Linked DNA regions of Mus musculus: region 2 is linked to region 1. The links are chromatin contacts, called in public Hi-C maps. All regions are on one chromosome and are shown on one strand. The core of a region is the stretch at or near the end of the contact, and the rest is flanking DNA. Distances in the headings are between cores, read along the strand shown.

What was found. A called contact is a pair of places that touch in the nucleus more often than the background predicts.
Region 2: a contact with region 1 is called in a Hi-C map of CD8 T cells, with 3 times the contacts expected there. The contact joins the promoter of 4732414G09Rik here to the promoter of Mybbp1a in region 1. A contact is called at or near these places in 3 of 484 Hi-C or Micro-C datasets (B cells, CD4 T cells and CD8 T cells), 6 of 115 datasets of contacts at active chromatin or transcription factors (the 230-238 cell line, the SCID.adh cell line, embryonic stem cells and 2 more) and 1 of 9 other capture datasets (liver).

The regions. Positions count from the first base shown.
Region 1 is chr11:72,440,076-72,442,904 of GRCm38.p6, reverse strand. It overlaps Mybbp1a (MYB binding protein (P160) 1a), which reads right to left and starts at 1,578. Exons shown (of 26, transcript NM_016776.3): 1 at 1,330-1,578; 2 at 1,132-1,227; 3 at 422-505; 4 at 261-335; 5 at 52-159. The coding sequence starts at 1,521.
Region 2 is chr11:73,017,514-73,020,251 of GRCm38.p6, reverse strand. It overlaps 4732414G09Rik (RIKEN cDNA 4732414G09 gene), which reads left to right and starts at 1,411. Exons shown (of 3, transcript NR_152202.1): 1 at 1,411-1,595. It overlaps Camkk1 (calcium/calmodulin-dependent protein kinase kinase 1, alpha), which reads right to left and starts at 1,264. Exons shown (of 16, transcript NM_018883.3): 1 at 1,125-1,264.

The DNA.
Region 1 (2,829 bases), core at 329-2,828:
AAATCTTTTCAACGTTTCCCAAATCAGACGGCATGACTTGTGATTCTCTACCTCAGAGAGGATGTCCACCAGAGCCTTTATTGGCTGTCCCTGTAAGTGGTTGGGGTGTTGGGACAGGATCTTCAGCAATTGCACGGACTTCATCAGGGCCTCTTTGTCCTGGTATCCACAGAGAGCAAAAGGTGAAGAGCAGGGTCTGTTACCATCTGTTCCCCTCCAGCCCTAAACCAGTCCCTGCGCCCCGTGCCAAAAGCTCTTACCTTCACTAGGCGGCCTGACTGAAAGAGGGCTAGCACTCCAAAAAGGTTTGCAAAGAGACTAGGTCTCATCATTGCCTAGAAAAAGATTGAAAACACAGGTGAAGAGGGTCCCTCCCCATAGCTGTTCAGGAGCAGGTTGTCTGTCTGGGAATCTCACGCACCTTGTTCATGGCTTGTAGGCTGTATTTTTCTTGTATCTGATCCAGGATGTCACACAATGGGATGTCTTCAAAAGACTGCAACAGCTACCAGGCAAGACCAGAAAGAGCTCAGGAGTGGCCCAGGGACAACAAACCAGACCAAGTCCATTTCCCTCCTTCAGCTTTCCCCAATATAATCTCCGTGCTCCTCCCATCCCTCACAAGCGCTACTGCTTTCAAGGGACCACATCTTACATGGCTAAGCCCCACCTCCATCAAGGCTTCAGAAGGCCTAGGCTGCTTCTGTACCTCTTGGGAAAACCCATCCCATCCAAAGATCCTGTTCTGAGTTGCCTTGAGGCTGGTTAGTCTTCATTGCTTTTTGCTGTACAAATTTCTACGTGGTCTGTCATCAGTTGCCTTCCTAACCTGGAGGCGGCTCCCCAACCTTGCAGAAATCAACCTCAAAGTTCACTACTTCCAGTAACTGTAGCTAATACTCTGTAGCTGATAAACGTGTATCAGAAAGAAAACGTGTTCAACTCTTCCACCTGCCTGGACTTTGCTGTACATAGGCCATGTTTTGGCACTTCCTCCCACCCAAGTAAGGATGCCTGTATCCCCTCTGAAGCATCTCGGATTTCTTCTTACCCCGCAGCTTCGGTGCCCCCTACCCTTAGACGCCACCTTTGCCCAGCGAGATCGTGCCCTTGCCAGACACACAGTCTCACCTGTGCCAGCGCCAGGCTGTAGCAGGGCCTAGCGGCTTCTCGGCCCACCCCAAGCCCAGTGATTAGGCGCTTCAGGGCATATTTCATCTCCGAATCCTACGGAACCAAGAACATCCCTCGTGTTCAACAGTGATCTGAAGGGCCCACCCCTCCCCCTTGCATCCAGAGCCACGATGGGCCTGGGCCCCTCCATCATACATTGGGCCTTGTGCGCAAGTACTCCAACAACTTCTCCGTGGCCCGGAGCCGCGTTTCCTGATCCGGTTTCGCAATGTCCCAGAAGAAGTCCAAGAACTCGCGGCTGTGCTCCAGCAGGCTGTGGCGGTCGCTTTGCGCCGCTTCTGCGGGAGTCGCAGGCTCAGCTTTCGTGGGGCTCTTCATCTCCGCCATGCTGAGCCAAACACGTGGGCTCAGAAGACAGTCACTTCCAGGTCAGGTCTCGGCGCCTGCGCACTGGGACGTCCGAGTGAGGGCGGGGCCTAGCAGGTTGGAAGTGGCTTCCGTACGGCCTTGCCTTTCCCTTGTGGCTGTGGGTGGAGCAGAGTGTTCTCACACGCGCGTGTGCTCAGAAACTGATGCTTCGATCTCTTCCTTTAACCTGGAGGAGTTCCTGACGACCGGAGGTGCAAACAAATCCACGAAAAAGCCGTAGTATGATCTCTTCCCAGACCCGGGTCTGCTCGCGATCTAGTCCGAGACATCCGCTATTATTCCGCTTTTATTGTGTGCATCCGAACAAAGCCGCGGCTTCTGTGGACTTCCTTTCTAGTGGGAAGAGATGGTTGATGAACGAGTAGACAAATACATTTTAAATGATAGTTATGAGGAAAATAAGGAATGTAGGGAGCAGAGGGAGCCTTTTAAATGTTAAAAAACGTGAAAACATCGCCTGTTAAAAATTAAAGGGAGGGGCTGGAGAGATGGCTCATCGGTTAAGAGCTCTGACTACTCTTCCAGAGGTCCTGAGTTCAGTTCCCAGCAACCACATGGTGGCTCACAACCATCTGTAATGGGATCCAATCCACTCTTCTGGTGTGTCTGAAGACAGATACAGTGTATTCATAAAAATAAACAGCCGGGAGGTGGTGGCACACGCCTTTAATCCCAGCACTTGGGAGGCAGAGACAGGCGGATTTCTGAGTTTGAGGCCAGCCTGGTCTACAAAGTGAGTTCCAGGACAGCCAAGACTATACAGAGAAACCCTGTCTCGAAAAACCAAAAAAAAAAAAAAAACAAAAAACAAAAAAAAAAATAAAATAAAATAAACAACATTTTCTTAAAAAAAAAAAATTAAAGGGAAGCCGGGCATGGTGGTGCACACCTTTGATCCCAGCACTTGGGAGGCAGAGGCAGGTGGATTTCTGAGTTCAAGGCCAGCCTGGTCTACAAAGTGAGTTCCAGGGCAGCCAGGGCTACACAGAGAAACCCTGTCTCGAAAAACCAAACCAAACCAAAACAAAACAAAACAAAAAAAACCAAAAAACCCAAAACCACACACACACACAAAAACAAAACCAAAAAAAAAATTAAAGGGAAAATTCTATAGATTCTAAGATTCTATTTAAGAGACCATGACAAGACTGACATGTGAGCTGACAGCTGAGGGACAAGATGGGCTCTATTGTCCCCAGGGCAAAAATCTAAGAGCAGGCCAAGGACATTTCTTCTACAGAGGCCACTCATCTCTTACGGGAATGA
Region 2 (2,738 bases), core at 162-2,661, 580 kb before region 1:
ATCCCTTCCCAACGTGATAGCAATAGAGTGCTTCCCAACAGGCTTGGTTTAGGGTTTGTGAACAGAAACCAGAGGCCTCTAACACCAAAGGAGTCTTTAAGCAGGGAAGCAATTCACTTGGATAAGGTTTAAAATAAGCCCCAGTCCTGGTCTGAGGACTGGGCGTGGGGGACCAAGGAGCAGGTAGTAGGGTCTAGAACAGTCTGACCCACAGCGTATGTTGGATGGAAGAGGTAGAGATGCGCAGAAGACCCAGCCTCTTCCTTTTCCCTGGGATTTTCAAGGACACAGCTGTGCGCTTCTCTCACACCCTGAACCTGGCCAAGACAAAGAGAGGAGCTCACTGGGACACAGTCCTGGGACCCAAGGCATGTGACAGCTAGCTCTGCTCACTCTGTAACACCCTCAAGACAGACACACACCCCTTCCCTGACAGATGTAATCCTTGTCCTCGTGACCGGTGCTCACACACCACTCCATCCTGAAACGCACCCCTCAGGTACACAGGCACACTCTTGTGTCCACGTGACGCACGCACACCCGCCTCCAAACACCACACACAGCTCCCCGCGCACGTGTGCACCCTCGGAGCACCAATCCTGTACCCACCAGACCCAGAAACCACAGCGCCGCCTCCGCCACCCTCACTCAGTCAGGGGACGACTGCGCAGCAGCTGAAGTCGCTCGCTGCATCCGTCCCATTCATCACCCCGCCCCCAGCTCTCCACGGAAGACTCACGGGAGGGCTGTGGGAGAAGCGCTCTGCTGAGATCCACACGTGGGTGCACCCGTCCAGGCCCACTCCGAATAGACACGGCCTCCACCCAGAGCCGGGCCCAAGGCACCGCGCGCGCGGGGCTTCTATGCAGTCCCACAGACAGCAGCTGCGGAAGAAACGCAGGTGGTCGGGCACCCGCATAGCTGGCTTAGACAGATGCGGGCTCAGGGAACCATCCCGAGGACCTGGCCCTGCAGACACAGCGGGAATCTCTGCACACCAGATTCCGGCTGCCCACGTAGACCCGGCCTTGTAGACCACCCTTCTACAGCCCGTTGGCTGCACAGGGCGGCTCAGCCGTCCGCACCCCAGTTTCCAACTCCAAGTCCCGGCTGCTGACCCCTACCTAGGCACCTGGCGACAGTCTCTGCGGTGGGCACCAGGCTCGCTCCCGCTGTGCGCGCCCCGCCCTGCCCGCCTTGCCGGGCTAGGATCGCCCGGCTCAACCCGCTGGCGCCGCAGCTCCAGGCTGCGCTCGCTCCCCCCGCCCGCCGCCGCGCCGGCCCACGATCATTGGCTGTGCCGCGCAGCGCCCCGCAGAGATGTCCAATCAGAGTCCGGTCCTCCCGCCCAGGGGTAGAGGGGGCGGGTCTCGACGGGATCGGGAGGAGGTGGCTCGGGAGGGGCCCTGCGGATGGGCCCCGACGCGTCACGCCCCCGGCGCCCGCAGACAAGCAGGCTCGGGGAACCCGATGTCCCTCAGGCCACGTCGTGGGCCCCTCAGCCTGGCCTGAAGCGTACGATGCTTTTTTCGAGTCCTCAATCCGGTGTCCTAGTCTCTAGAGGCAAGAGCATCCCTCCTTCGGGATGAGGCCCGGTGCGTACCAAGGAGAGGCTAGGTAGAGGCCCTGGGAGAAGGGCCTGGAGTTGAGTGTTCTCCGGGGGGGTTGGGGGAGGGAAGGAGGAGGGAGATTCGTCAGAGTGCTGGGGTGGGGCGGCACTCAGGTTTGGAGAGGAGCAGGAGGTGACTGGCTGGGCTGAGGGAATGAAAAAGAGCCCTCCAGGACCAAGTGGCCTTGACTGTGGTTATGCCTGGGGACTGCCCTCACAGACTCCTGGTTCAATCCTGCTATTATTAGTCTATTGGAGATGCCCCACATCACTGCTTGCCTCAAACTCAGACCCATGTTGCTATCTCCAACCTGGTCTCACCTGTGTCTCTGTCTTAAACAGGAGTTAGAAACCAGGAGTTAGAAACCAGGAGTTACCTGTGTAGCAGGTTTTCTGACCCAACCGGGTGTAGCACAAGGATCTGCCATGTTGCCTCTTAAGATCCCTAAAGTCTCTCTCTCTCTCTCTCTCTCTCTCTCTCTCTCTCTCTCTCTCTCTCTCTCTCCCCACCATCTGCCCCTCCCTGAACTCGACCACCACGGTCATGCAGTATACCTCCACTTGATTAGTGCAGCAGCCCCACCCCTCACCCCAATCCAGTATCACTTCCCATTAACCTTTCTGGGACAACCAGAACAGGCACTAGGAACACCAGAGAGCTGCCTCTTAGGATCTTCCACTGCTTGCCACTAAGTCCCCTCAAGCCCTCCATAGCTCACCCCTCACCACTTGCCTGCCTAAACCCCACTTGTCTTTTGGCACTTAGTTCAATGCCTCTGCTGCTAGGAAGCCTTCCCCATGACCTTCTGGATACCTGGAATGCCCAGCAGCCCTTTCTCAGTGCTTTCCAGATCTCAGCACCTCTTCACCTGAGTCCTGTCTGGACTAAGAACTCTTGAGAGCAAGGGTCGAGATGAATTCGCCCAGCACAGCCTGACCTCCTGATGCATGCCCAGCATGTATTTGTTGAAATGAATAATTGGGTCCAGTAACTGGAGGATTGGATCTATAGGGCTGGAGTTCAGGAAAGAGCTGGGCTACAGAGACTCCTCCCCCCACCCCCAGTTTTGAAGATTGAATCCAGGGCTTCTTGCATTCTAAGCAAGGATGCTACTACTGAGCTATACCC